Linked DNA regions of Mus musculus: regions 1 and 2 are each linked to region 3. A link is a contact called in public HiChIP or PLAC-seq data. All regions are on one chromosome and are shown on one strand. Each heading gives the region's core, a stretch centred on a gene start, on an enhancer-like site or on the middle of the called end of the contact. The rest is flanking DNA. Distances are from core to core; before and after follow the strand shown. Region 1 overlaps Itpr2 (inositol 1,4,5-triphosphate receptor 2). Region 2 overlaps Itpr2 (inositol 1,4,5-triphosphate receptor 2). Region 3 has its middle 8.9 kb from the start of Gm32675.

What was found. HiChIP or PLAC-seq counts read pairs in DNA pulled down with a chosen protein or histone mark.
Region 1: a RAD21 HiChIP or PLAC-seq map of pro-B cells shows a contact between it and region 3, with 6 times the contacts expected there. The contact joins two enhancer-like sites. A contact is called at or near these places in 2 of 15 datasets of contacts at CTCF or cohesin (large pre-B cells and pro-B cells), 1 of 484 Hi-C or Micro-C datasets (bone marrow-derived macrophages) and 1 of 115 datasets of contacts at active chromatin or transcription factors (pancreatic cancer cells).
Region 2: a FOXA1 HiChIP or PLAC-seq map of pancreatic cancer cells shows a contact between it and region 3. The contact joins two enhancer-like sites. A contact is called at or near these places in 1 of 39 promoter capture datasets (cranial neural crest), 1 of 484 Hi-C or Micro-C datasets (bone marrow-derived macrophages) and 1 of 115 datasets of contacts at active chromatin or transcription factors (pancreatic cancer cells).

Annotation. Positions count from the first base shown.
Region 1 is chr6:146,268,661-146,273,403 of GRCm38.p6, reverse strand. All of the region lies in intron 37 of Itpr2 (inositol 1,4,5-triphosphate receptor 2), which reads left to right. Among named protein-coding and RNA genes, the nearest start is that of Gm35596, 51 kb to the right of the region's middle. Within about 2 kb of position 2,078, at least 182 of the 459 cell types and tissues checked have an H3K27ac peak or open chromatin away from gene starts, as enhancers often do. A contact at or near this core is called in pancreatic cancer cells and pro-B cells, where this site is marked.
Region 2 is chr6:146,184,355-146,188,669 of GRCm38.p6, reverse strand. Itpr2 (inositol 1,4,5-triphosphate receptor 2) reads left to right here. Exons shown (of 57, transcript NM_019923.4): 48 at 1,105-1,230. Gm35768 (a long non-coding RNA gene) reads right to left here. Exons shown (of 5, transcript XR_003956373.1): 5 at 1-1,263. Among named protein-coding and RNA genes, the nearest start is that of Gm35707, 11 kb to the left of the region's middle. Within about 2 kb of position 2,914, at least 44 of the 459 cell types and tissues checked have an H3K27ac peak or open chromatin away from gene starts, as enhancers often do. A contact at or near this core is called in pancreatic cancer cells, where this site is marked.
Region 3 is chr6:145,903,153-145,907,669 of GRCm38.p6, reverse strand. No RefSeq gene overlaps it. Among named protein-coding and RNA genes, the nearest start is that of Gm32675, 8.9 kb to the left of the region's middle. Within about 2 kb of position 1,374, at least 74 of the 459 cell types and tissues checked have an H3K27ac peak or open chromatin away from gene starts, as enhancers often do. A contact at or near this core is called in pancreatic cancer cells and pro-B cells, where this site is marked.

The DNA.
Region 1 (4,743 bases), core at 829-3,328, 370 kb before region 3:
GCCAGTGCTGTTAACCACTGAGCCGTTTTTCCAGGCCCATGAGAAGAGCTAATTTTAAGAAGTAAGTCTTATAGGCCTTAGGGTCACGGAAAGAGAAATATCCTAGAAGATGGGGATCACTGCCTAGGATGGAGCACAGGCAAACGTATGCACACACCATGCTCAGGATACAGTTTGCCGTGTGTTGAGTTTCCTGTTTGTGAGGTATGGAGGCTTGTTTCTGTCATCCTGGAGTATAGATTTGGAGAGTTCAAACTATCTTCCCAAGGTATGATAGTCAAGGCTGTGAGAGTGGAATTCATCCCTGAACTTACTGGCTTGGGGGTTTTGATGAGAGCTGGCTCACTCTTTGAGGTGTACCTGATGTGATGACGTTGGTGAGCAATACCCAAGACAGTGAGGTCCGTGGAAGAGGACTGTAGCTGTCCAGACCGGAACTTCTGAGATGTATTTGAGATATATCTGATCAAGGATAACTTTGTATGTCTGTCATAAAACCCAAACTAAAATGTATCAGACAGAAGGTATAGAAGAGAGGGCGTGGAGACCTGGGCTTTGGAAAGCTTTGGTGATGGGCAGGCCATAGGGACTTGAGGATGCTGCTCTCTTGCTGGTCCCTGTCTTCATGGCTCACCTCCTGGTAGCAATATTTACATTGAAATCTTTTGAAAATCACTTACTATAGTGGGTGCTGTGGAGGAGGACAACTTTGTGAGTGAGGCTGGATTAAGCTTAGGTTTGAACCAGGCTTACTTGCCTATCTTGTCAGGCCTGGATTCATTTTTTAAGCATAAATTATTTGCACAAACTAATAGCATTATTTGTGACATACTTCTGAGTGTCTATAACATATTTTGGTTGCTCCAACTTCAACACCTGTGTATATGGCCTCCCTGCCTCCTTAGATGTCAGTGGGCAGACCATAGAGCAGGGCTACAATTGAGATGCAATATCACAAGTTACCAGTAGGCGTCACTGTTCCATAAATGATGTCTCTTGGAGTAGCTGAGTACAAACCTTTAAATTATATAAATGTTTTCATTTCTTCTCATTGATACTTTGAATTCTCACTATATAATTTTAAATATTCAAGCCAGGTGAGATCAAAACTGTTTCTACCTAAATCTAGTTCAGGTTTTATTCAGAATTCTAGTCATTGGTGTTATTTTAAACAACTCTTCCCCTGTTTAATTTTAGCTACTGTAATATTAAATCGCTTCCTTCGGTATTACTTTGGTATTTAATAAAGACATAGGTGCATCTTGGAATCCTGAAAAACACATGTTTGTCACTTCTTCTGTGTGTTTGTGGGTAGTCTCTGCTTTCTCTTCATGTGTCAAGTTCATACCATCGCAGGTTGCCTGCCAAGCTCTTGTTTTTGAAAATAGCAGGCACACATTGATTGCTTTATACCTGGGTTCAGGATCTTTGTATGTAGATAGACTTTTTTTTTAGAATGAGAATTCGAATACAGAAAAGGATAGGTGTCCATTTGGCATTCAGTGCTTTTTCACTAGGGCCCAGCATTAGCATAAGAGAAGGCCTGGGGGTGCGTAGATGCTCAGTCACATTCACCACACTCATGTGAGCTCAGCGTTAACAGAGTAGCATCACCAGGAAACTAGATATACTCATGATATCTCATGATAGTGCGTGTTCTGTCCAAGCGCTGGGAACAAACCATGTGTGTCTGGAGTTAGTTGTTCCTTGGGGCTCACATTTGGAGAAACACTTATGATTGACAATTGGTTATACTTACTATAACATCTTAAATAAATTATCCCAATGTAGCCACAATCTAAAAGTTTATTTGAAAGGGCAGGGGGAGAGTTGTACAGTGTACATTTGACACCTGCTTTTGCTGTGGCTTGTGGTGACTTCTGTCCTGATATGATCTGTATACAGTGTGATCACTTTTAAAAAAGACCTCTCCCTACTGGTAGGCAGGAAACCGTGTCTTGTGTTCACTGCCAAGAAAGTCCCCAGGCACATGACAACACATGTGTACACTGCATATCAGAGCTGCAGGGTGTGGTTGGAGGAGACACGGACGGCTGAGCCACTGAGGCGGCTCTGCCAGCAGCAGCCTGTGGTTATGTAACTCCTGCAGTGTCTGGCGCTGTGCTTCACTGGAGACAAGTCACGTGCTGTGCAATGCCATTGCCTGAAATTCAGTTGCTCTGAAGGATCCGTGAGTCTGCGTGAGAGAAGCTTTGGCCGCTCTGTACTAGAAAGCAGATGTTGATCGGCTGCACATAACTGATGAGTGTGCACACTAATTCCAGCAAGGACATTTGCTGTCTGTCTGTCTGTATCTCATTATGCTCCTGAAGAGAGAAAATTAAGTATTATGTAATACGGACAAATAATGAAGTGGAGGGAAGCAACTCAGTCCTCCTCACTAGAAAAACTTGTCCCACATCACTTAAAAATATTTTTATGATGATTCAGCAATTAATGCAACAACAACAACAACTATTCCTACTACTACTACAAAAGTAACATACTGGACATTATTTTTGGGAATTTGTGTAGGTAGCAACCAGTATTTTCCCCCAATGCGTGGTCTATGAAGGAAAAAGGAAATTTGCAAATTTTAAGGAACATTAGTGAGAAAAAATTAAATTATGAGTTCAAGTGGACTTTTCTTTTTAAAAGATTTTTATTTTATCTTTGTTTGTGTATGTGCATCTGCATATGCAGGTATCCACATGGGCCGTGGAGGGTGCCAGACCCTTGGGGCCTTTGTCCTTGTGGGGCCATCTTTCCGGCTCTTCAGATAACCTAGAAGGTTATCTGAAGTTAGAAACTTTGGGCAGATTTTACTTTCTTTGTGAGAGTTGTGGAATTGGGACCAGTCAGAAATTCACCCTTATTATATGGCTGAGACTTCAGATTGCATCTCTCAGAAGGAGATCTGGAGTCTGCAGGAAGGCAGCGGTCGGTCGGTGTAGGGAGAGAGGCTGAGGGTTCATTTATCTTCCCTGGGGCCTCACAGAGAACCCAGAATACAGCCAACTTGGGCTCAGCTCTCCTGACCGCCTCTGGCTTCCTGCCTGCAGGATTTCAGCAGTCAGACCGATGCTAATGGCTGTGAGTAGAAATCAAAGGCCCTGAAGCCCAGACTCAGTCCACTCTGCTGTGTCAACAGGGATTAGCTGTTCAGTTCTGTGATTTTGGGTAGGTTCCTCTTAAACTGTAACAAAACCAATGTTGTTCATTTTTTTCCCTCTTGCAAAAGGTCTTTTTATTTTTCTCTTATTCGTTAAAACCTCCGGATGGGAGTTTGTTGAAATCCCCATTTTTATTCCAACCTTATCGTACATATGTGGATTCTGCGTGTTGTTTTCTAACACACTCAAAATGAGATTATAACAATCAGCTCTTTCATAGATGATCTGACTTAGGCGGGACATTCGACACACGTGTGTGATTTACTTTCCTGTCAGCAGAATGCATGTTTGTAGGAGGCATGATCGTTCCACTGGACCAAAGGGTAGCAGGGCAGGGTTAGGCTGCTAGTGGTGATGGGATATGGGTTTCAAACAGACCATTGAGTGTTTCACATGTCTGTGCAAGTGGTCCACACCAACAGTGTGCGAGCGGTTCACACCCACGGCTGCAATTTAGGGCAATGCTGATTAATTATCCTTGGGATGCGGGTCCCAGGAGGTCTGCTTTTGATTTAATTTATCTAATATTCATGTGCATGTGTCTGGTGCACATGTGTGTATATGCATGTTTGCATGTGTGTGGTGGACTCAGGCTTGCATGGGTGCATGCGGAGGCTGGAGGTTGATATCAGGAATCATCCCAGCTGCTCTTTCATACCAGACACAGGTTTCTCAGCCAGACCCGGAGCTCTCCCGAAAAGGCTAGTGTCTCTCAGCTTGTCCTGGGGGTCCCCTCTGCCTTCTGAGGTTGTAGTTACAGCTCACCTGCCACACTTGTCTTCCCGAAAGAGTCTAGGAATCCAAACTCCAGCCCTTACACTTGCATAGAGCACACACTAGCTGCCTAGACAACTCCCCAGCCCCAGCGATGCTCCCTAGGTGGCTGTGATGTGAGACTCATGTCTACTTCCTGTCTAATATTCTCACCTTCAGGGACAGCATCTCCACACCTCTATTTATGCTGTGCTTCTGATGTGGATGGATATGTTTGGCCCTCCTGTGGGTTCTACAGAGTGAAAACATTTAAAAGAAAAATTGAACCAAATAGTACTTTTTTTTATTATTTTTTATTCCATAAAGAATGTAGAATAGGGATTGGAGAGATGGGTCACTGGTTAAGAGTACTTGTTTTTGCAGAGGACTGTGGTTTAGTTCCCAGCACCCACATGGAGGCTCACAACTGCCTTTAACTCTAATTCCAGGGGATCCAACTCTTTTTCTGACTTCTGCATGTTCCTGTATACACATGTGTGCTCACATACACGCATACACACACACACACACACACACACACACAATAATAACTCAGAGACAATTTCAAGTTTACCAGTGAATATATGTACGTTATATGCAAAGACCATGCTGTTAGGCCTCCAATGCAGGTATGCACACACACACACACATATACAGCATGAGTGTGCGTGTGTGTGCACATGTGCTTATGCCGCTCATCTTATATATTTAACCAAACTACACATAACTTATCCTTGTTGTTTCTTGGCAAAAGCATAGTAGAAAATATCTCTAGTCAAGACAATCATAAGCTATTCTGCGGCTAACACAGTGCTGG
Region 2 (4,315 bases), core at 1,665-4,164, 280 kb before region 3:
GCCCCAAACTCTAGCATTTTCGTCTTTTAGGTTGTTTCGTTTGAAATAGGGTTTCATGTAGCCCAGGGTGGCTTCAAACTCACTCTGTAGCTTAGGCTGACCTTCAGCTACTGGTCTTCCCGCTTCCACCTCCCAAATGCTAGGGTTATGAACAAACACCACCATGTCCATCCCATTCTGTATTTCAATCCTATGTCAAGACATTACAAGATGAATGGTAGACAAGACCCAAAGGAGCCACAAAGCGTCCAATGTAGGCTGATAATGTAGCTCCTCTAAACCACTTGCATTACAAATTTCCACAGCTATTTAGATGTGGAAAGAACTGAGTTTCTGTTAAATACTGGTAGATACATTTATTAACTCCTTTCTGATGACAGGCATTTTCCCTTTCTGGAAATACTCAGCAAATTATTGACTTCTTACTGTGGACTTTTCTCCCGTGGCTTCAAAACCAGAACATAATTAGAAACATTCAAATTAAAAGTGTAGATAATACTATAGCATTTTTAAAAAGTGGGGTCTCACTGCATAACCGAGGCTGGCCTCAGACTCCCATGTTGCTATCAAACTTGTAGGCATCCTTCTGCCTCAGCCTCTCAGTGGATGCTGAGACTGCAGGCCTGGGAAACCATTATGTCTCTCTGGTTCCCATGCATGCTGAGCTGCAGTGCTGAGACTGCGGTTTCCAGGTAACTGCACCTGTAAAAGTCTTTCCAGTAGATATATACCTGAGTCTGCCCTCCTGGCTTTTATGAAATTACATCGTGAGGATAAGACCATCCTACCCATCAGTATTATCAGTCCTCCAGTGAGTGGGGCCCGTGAACCATTTGCCACGTTCCCCTAATTTGCATGGTCCAGAATCTAGGGATTTACTGTAGAATCACCTTTGCTCACACTCTTGAAGGATAAAAAAGGAACTAAGAAAAATGCCTTTACCATCTGGTCTTATAATATGCTTTCTAAGTAAGTCACGGTTTCTTCAGACGCACTTCTGTGACCAGTCACAATCGCATTGCCCATACTGTTAGCTCGGCAGGGCTCCTGTGTTGACGGCAGCATATACTGGCCATTCTCACCCCTGTTCTTGTTGCTTCCTAGACAACCCCGCCCTGTTCTGGTTCTCCAGGCACATCTCACTCTGGGGGAGCATCTCCTTCAACCTGGCTGTGTTCATCAACCTGGCTGTGGCTCTCTTCTACCCATTCGGGGATGACGGTGATGAAGGCAAGTGCTTGTCTTTCTGCAAAAGATGGATGCCTGGGGAAAAAAAATCACAAAAAAATTCTCAAATTGCATTCCTTAAGTCTCTAGAGCTTCAAAACAAAGAAGCTTAGTTCTCAATGAATATTTTTTCTGTATTCATTGAGAGTGTAGAGGTAGTAAGTAGAGTAGACTGAAAACCGTGGCCAGTAGAAATGTTGTTTTACAGAAATTTCATGAATGTGTAACTACTGGGGGGATTATGTTGCTTCCACATAATTAGAGTGATCAAACATACTTTATTCTGCGTTATCGCAGTTATGTAAGTGAGAGCCTGATGCGCAAGTATTTTGATGAAAGGATCACAATTATATTTTACTTTCTGTCTTGTCTGGGTGTTTTGTAGTAAGCATACCCACAAAATACATGTTTTGATTCTATAATACTGTACATTTATAACACTAATAATCTCATCCTTAGAAACACACAGCCTACAATATACTGAAATGGTGGACAATGAAGGATATTGACTATGAAATTGGTATCATTAATCTGGTAGTGCATGAGCTTTTACAAAAGCAAAGACAGGAATTTGAAGTGAAGCATGAAATTCCATAAGAATTGGGTGGGGTTTTTGAATATTGTTCAGGTTTAGCAAATTGCTTGAGAACAATCTGTTACAGGTATGAGGTACAACCTGGAGAGTAACTTTGGAATGGGTAGAAGAATGGGTGGGAGGCAAACATGAGAGAAATAAGCAAATAATAGCTTTGGAGTGACCCTGGGGCACATAGGGTTGGTGAGATGCTGTCAGCAGAGCATTAGCAGTTCCTGACTGTTGGACCAAGAGTGGTTGTTAGAAGGTGAATACTGTCACTGCCATCCTGAGGGAGACATGAGAGATGGTACCATAACAGCAACAGCTATGTAAGCAAATCTCAGAGGAACTGGAGACAATGAGGAGAGATGGGAGCCCAAGAACAACTGACCGTTTTCCAGTCTTTGTCAGATCCCATGGGCATCAAAGCCTTCATCTTAGCTGCAGTTTGAGCTGGCATAGTTGAGCTTGTTGTGTTTCTGAGTGCACAGCAGGGATGGGGGAATTGTGAACAGTAGAGCAGGCAAGTCACTGCATAGCAGGAGAACGGCAACGAATGCATGCATCCATCATGTGGGCAGAAGTGGGGATGCCTTTCTCTCCCCTTGATCTGGTCTTACTTTGGTGATGAGCTCTTAGTACAGAGGATCACAGATCTTGAGGGTAAGAACCCATCACAAAATGATCAGTTACTATCTCCTGTGCTCAGACCACTGAGGTTACATGGCAGAGCCCCAGTAAAGAGAAATACAGTCTTTAAGATGGAGACAGACCTGGACATCATCTAATATCAACCTTTCATTTGACATACAGAGCCATGAAAACCCAGTGAAGACCTTCAGCCCCTAAAAGAAGCAGATATAACAAACATGAGGCTGGAAGACACAGATCCCTAGGCCATGTAGAGCCTGGTTACTGGGAACAAGTGTAAACATCACTCTTGAAAAAGATTTTTGAGTCAATAATAGTAGCAAGATGGAGGCTCAGTCCTAGGATGCCAGAGTGTGGGTGCTTCTTAGGGAAGGCAGAGCATACACATAGGGCACCATAAAACCCCATGATGAGTCTGAGTCACATGACTACAGTCTGTGTGAGTCAGCTCATGACAACTTTATGACTAAGGTTAAAGTCTTGATCAAAGTCACCACAACCTCTAAGTCTTGACCACACACTGCATATATGGGCAGAGTGGGCAGATATGCGTGGCCACATTGTGCAGAAGAAAACTGCTGTGTGCTGGTGACAGTTCTTGATGCTGGAGTTTTTCAAACAGGCTAAGCACCTGTTCTTTAGGCTTAATTCAAAACTGTGTAAAGACAGGGCGAATGTAAATCAAAGTTCTCCTAGTAAGTGCCTTGGAGTGATGGGGGCAGACAACACGATAGGCTCCAACTGGAAAGGACTTCAGCAGACAGATCTGAGAACGTTTTGAAAAAAAAAAGATCGACAGTCGTATACTATAAAGCATAGAATAAAACCAACCTGGGGTCTGTATGAATAGGGAAAAGATGATGTTCTTTTTGCTACTGTCCCAGTTAAGAAAGTTGAAGAGTGATAGAAATTGTATGTCACCGTTTGGCTAGTCATAATACTCAATGAATGCTCAAAACAAGGGGTGACTATGAAGAAAAAACACAAGAGCGTTGTACTTTAAGAATCTGCCCGTGATATTCTTAAGCAGTAACAATGGGGAGAGGAGTAACTGTAAAACAGAGAAACCACTCAACAATCGTGAGTGATACCCAGGGAAGGCAATCGTGAAAGCACCCAGCAAATTCAGGTCAGACAGACGTCTGTTAACGTGGGCTGTACTGTCCACCCCTACTACAATCTGCTTCAGAGTCACCGAGCCATCATGGCAAGGGGCCAGCAGAGGCAGGTTGCTTTCCTCCTCCAGACATAGTGAATGGTGAGGTGTCAACCATGCTCTCGGAAGCAACTCAGGCTCAACTGTCTCGTACACACGTGGGTTACCATGTTGGAGAACAACATCCTTCAATCATGAGGATGGTGTGCAGTGACTCAAGGAAGATGTTTCAGGGGAGATGTTGCTCAGATGACCACCCTGAGAGACACCATCCACGTCTACTGGAGCTTTAACTGCTAGGCTTCTGTGGAATTTGTTTATGCTAGGGATGGTTCCGGCCATGCCAACTGAATTGTCCTGGCAAAGTAGTCAGTGTTTTTTTTTTTTTTAATCCCAAGATAAACAAGATTTTTAAACCTAGAGGGAGTTCTTCTTTCCTCCCCACATTTTGAATGTACTTCTTCCTCACAAGCATGTTTGCTGAGGAAAATAAGGTTCTTCAAGGTGATTTCAACTCCCTCAGTTTCACAAGTGTTGTTGGGTACCACTGTGCAGTCGGCATAATGCTAGGCTGAGAGACCCTAAGATTAGTAAAGCTGTTTTACCTCAGAGATCTCAAGGTCTAGTTAAAGGACCAAGAGATGAGAAAGACGCAAGACCAATGATGACCAGTGGATTTATGGATGGATGTTGACTTGATCTGG
Region 3 (4,517 bases), core at 125-2,624:
AAAGGATTTATTTTTAACATTTTATATATTTGTGTGTGTGTGTGTGTGTGTGTGTGTGTGTGTGTGTGTGTGTGTGTGTGTGTGTATGGGTATGTATGCATATATCTCTGTATAAATATGTGTATAGGTATGTGTGTAGGCCTGTATGTATGTAGTGTGTGTATGTAGGCTTACGTGTATGTAGTGTGTATGTGTATGTAAGAATGTGTGTATAAGTGTGTCTAAATGTGTGTGTAGGTCTATGTGTGTACATGTGTGTAGGAGGATGTGTGTGTAGGTGTGTGTGTCTATGTAGGTGTATGGTGTATAGAAGTGTATAGGCATGTATGTATGTAGGTGTGTATAGGTATATGTTAGTGTGTTATGTGTATAAGCAGTATGTATATTAGTATGTGCATGTGTATAGGTGTGTGTGTATAGGTGAGGTGGAGGTAGGTATGTGTGTTATGTGTGTATGTGTATAGGCATGTGTGTGACAGGCGTGTGTTAGTGTGTTTATATGTGTAAGGGTGTGTGTGTGTGTGTGTGTGTATAAGTGAGGAGGGATAGGTGTGTGTGTTAGTGTGTGTATGTGTGTAGGGGTGTATGTATATGTGTATGTGTGTAGGTAAGGAGGGATAGGTGTGTGTGTTAGTGTGTGTGTATGTGTGTGTGTGTGTGTGTGTGTGTGTGTGTGTGTAGGTTTTGCATACAAGTGCAGGTACCTGCAGATGCCAGAAGAGAATGTTGGACTCTCCTGGATAAGCTTCTGACACTGAAGCAGCTGTATGTGCAGACTGGGTTGTTTAGGATGTACAAACAAATTATGATTCCATGGGTGGATGAAAAGGACTTTGATATTATTTATAAACAACGTGACCAAATGAAATGGTCACAGGTCCCTGAAGGACAGCTACTAGGGGCAACAGAGAGGAGCAGCCGGCAGTGCACTGCACAGATCCACATAGGTACCTAGATGAAGGAACAGATACTGAAAGTGTTCACACGTTCCCTCCTTGATCAGAGAGCGTGGGCCAGAGGCCCACAGTGTGCTAGGCTGATACTGTTGTAAGCACTTGAGTCAAACCATTGGCTTTGGGGGCATAGGTTTAGGAGGGCTAACAGTAAGCAATAGATATAATATAGGAATTAATTGTAATTATGTCAAGGGAGGATAACTATCCAGAGAGGAAAGAAAACACTGCCTGGAACAGAGAGTCAGGAGGCTCAGAATGACAGGCCAGGCCACAGACTGTAAAGACTTAAGCAAAGATCCAAGAAGCCATGGAGTAAGCCAGAGGCTGTCACCTCTGGAGACAGCTCCAGGCAGAGGCGCTAAGGCCAGTCCCTGGGGACCAGGGACAGATGTGGTCAGGAATAGCAGGGCGGTGACTCATGTGGCTGAAAGGCAGCAGGGCGGGAAGCTGATGAGGCTGGAGGTCAGTGAGGTAGAAAGTCCCAGGAGTCCTGGGCAGATCTTCCTGACACTGAGTTGTTCTGTTAGGAAATCATCAGGGACTGCTGGACAAGAGGGAGATAGAATCTCACTTCCTACCCAGGCTGTTGGGTGAGGATCAGGCTGAAGGCAGCAAAGGTCTTTGTGAGGTTACTGCCAAAGCTCTAGGTTGAAGTGACTCCAGTAATGGGGACATGGGGACAGTGAGAGTGCTTGCTTGCTCTGTCTCTCTCTCTCTCTCTCTCTCTCTCTCTTATGGGTTTAGAGCTTTATTGTAGAAAGCAGGGGGAAAGAGAGAGAGAGAGGCTGGCCATGGCTACCTGGAGACAGGGGGAAGGGAGAGAGAGAATGAGGGCTAGAGATGAGAGTAAGAAAGGTGAAAACTTGAACATGAGAGTGCTTTCTTAGGGGACAGGGGACTATGTGTTATAACAGGAATAAAGTGATCCTGGAGCTACCAGACAAGCTCTCCCAATAAAGAAACACGTACAAATGTGTGTATGTATGTATGTATGTACATATGTGTGTATATGTGTGTATGCATGTGTATGTATATTGTGTATGTGTATATATGTTCATGTTTATGTGTTTATGTGTGTGCATATGTGTGCATGTGTCTATGTCTGTATATATGTGTGTGTGTATATATATGTGTGTATATGTGTATACATGTGTTTATGTATATGTATGTGTATATGTATGTATATATATGTGTGTATGTGTATATGTGTGTATATACATGTGTGCATGTATATGTATGTATATGTGTGTGTGTGTGTGTGCGTGTGTGTGTTACAGATGGTAAATGGTGCTTCTTGCACTGTTTTTCAAATCAACTGACAGCCTTTGGTGAGTGGTCTGCTTTGACGGTTTGGTTTCTCTAGGCTGGAGGCGAAGCTCTTCTGTGACCTACCACAGTGGGTTTTGTGTGTTTGCTCTAGTTACTACTCAGCCTGTGGGAGGTGTGGGCTGACTTCACTAAGCTTATTTGAAAGTAAAAGACCATTGTGGGTGGGGACAAGGGCAGAGGAAGAATATAAAGTAGGTGCCCATTTTTTATTTTAAAAACCAAAGGACATTATTTTCCCAGTTTTCCTCTTTTTAAAAAAAGATTTGTTTTTATATTTCATTGGTGTATATGTGTTCCCGTAGGGGGGAGGGGGTATGAAACAGATGAACAGACAGACAGACACGAGCAAATGCCTAAGGAAGCCAGAAAAAGAAATCAAATACCCCGGAGAGTTACTGCTTGACACGGGTGCTGAGAAACGAACTCCCATTCTCTGCAAGAGCAGGGAGGGCTCCTAACCAGAGTCCTCTCTCCAGGATCCTACATTTCTCATGATCCAATATTGAGGATCACGAACTATCCAGGGTGCACCCTAAGGTGTTGGCTCTTTTTCTTTCAAAAGGGACTGTCCCTTTACTGTCCTCTGCAGCCTGAATCACACCCTGTAATAAGGACTCCCCCTACCCCCAGGCTAGGGTGGGTCTGCTTCAGCTTCCAGCTGCTGGCCCTCAAGGCTCTGGAAGAGATCTGGTTCTACACCCTTAGGGGCAGACAGTGCCACAGGGACCATGATTCCCCAATCTCTTCTTCAGTATTCCCCAGACCGTTTCAGAGGTGGCTTTTGGCTTTTTTCTTTTTTTCTTCTTTCTTTTTCTGCTTGGCTTTTTCTTTTTTGAGATAGTGTCTCTCTATAGCTAGCCCAGGCTAGCCTTGAACTCACTATAATGACTGGCCTCAGCTCATAATAACTCTCCTGGTTCTGATGAGCCTTTGCCTTGAAACAAATCACCTATGCAGTTTCTTAGCCGATCTAGGACAGAAGCGAAAGGAACATGGCTGGGTGCCACCCATACTCAGCACTAGCTGCTCTGTGGGATCCTGACCTGAGCCGCACATCCATCTGTCCAGAGGCCAGAAACTGATGCTCCCTCCCTGGGCCTGCTTCTGGCCCGATTGCTTGGTGGTTCTGTCCTGTTTAATCCAGTTCACTGATGTTACCACCATTGTTTCTAGGTCTAGGTATACTCTTGTCTGAGCGAGTGAGTTAGTACAGAGTGAGGCTTGGGGTTCCCTGCTGCTTTCTAAAGTCCCTCTGTCTGCTCTTCCCCAAACCCAGGGCTCAGTCCCAGAGCTCCCAGCCCTGCCTCCTGAGGTCCATCTGCCATGCCTACCCCACGGCCTGCCTGTGCTCTCTAGCCAGGGCCTTCTTCCTCCTTATCCATCATGGCCGGGATTGGTGGAGTCAGGCTCCAGCCCTCTGCTAATCCACACTATCCATATGATTCCGGTTGTACAGTTACAGTCGACACATTTCCTGCCTTCTAACACAGAACCTATCCACCTTTTGTCGCCTTGGATCTAAGATTTGCTATTTACTTGTTTATTGATTTGGATTTGAAACCACAGCAGAGAAAAAAAATACAAAGTCATCACACACACACACACACACACGCACGCACGCACGCGCACACACACACACACACACACACACACACATCCTTTTTTAGATCTGTTTTTGGCTCTTTTGAGCTACATCAGAAGACTTGAGTTGTTACAATAGAGACTGTTGGGCCTGGGGTCAAATCCGTCGACCCTGCAAATGGCTGTCGGCTGCTCTTCCCACTTCTGTTTCCTTCCTTGCTCTTTGGATTTTTTCATTTGCCTTTTTTCCAGATTTCTGAATAATTTCTTCTGGTTTACATACCTGTTTTTGGCTATTTCTCATCTCTTAAGCTTACTCATTAAAAAGATTTCCAGGTAGTGTTGGGAATCTCACCTGGAGTGTGAGTGCCATTTTAAGAGGACTTTACTCCAGGTCATGATAGCACAGCGTTTTCTTCCACATGGAAAGCTTTAAATCCCGATAAACTATCTTCAAAGAGAAAGGAACACAGTGTCCATCTGCGCAGGAGACAGAAGCTCACCTCAGGAAGAAGCCAGCAAGTGGTTAAGACACTAAATTTTTTTTAATAAAATATATGATATTTATGCAGGATTGAAATTGAACTATCACCTCTACTGTGCTAAAGAAGAAATCTGGTTTGGCTCTTTTATTGTTGTTTTGGATTTGGG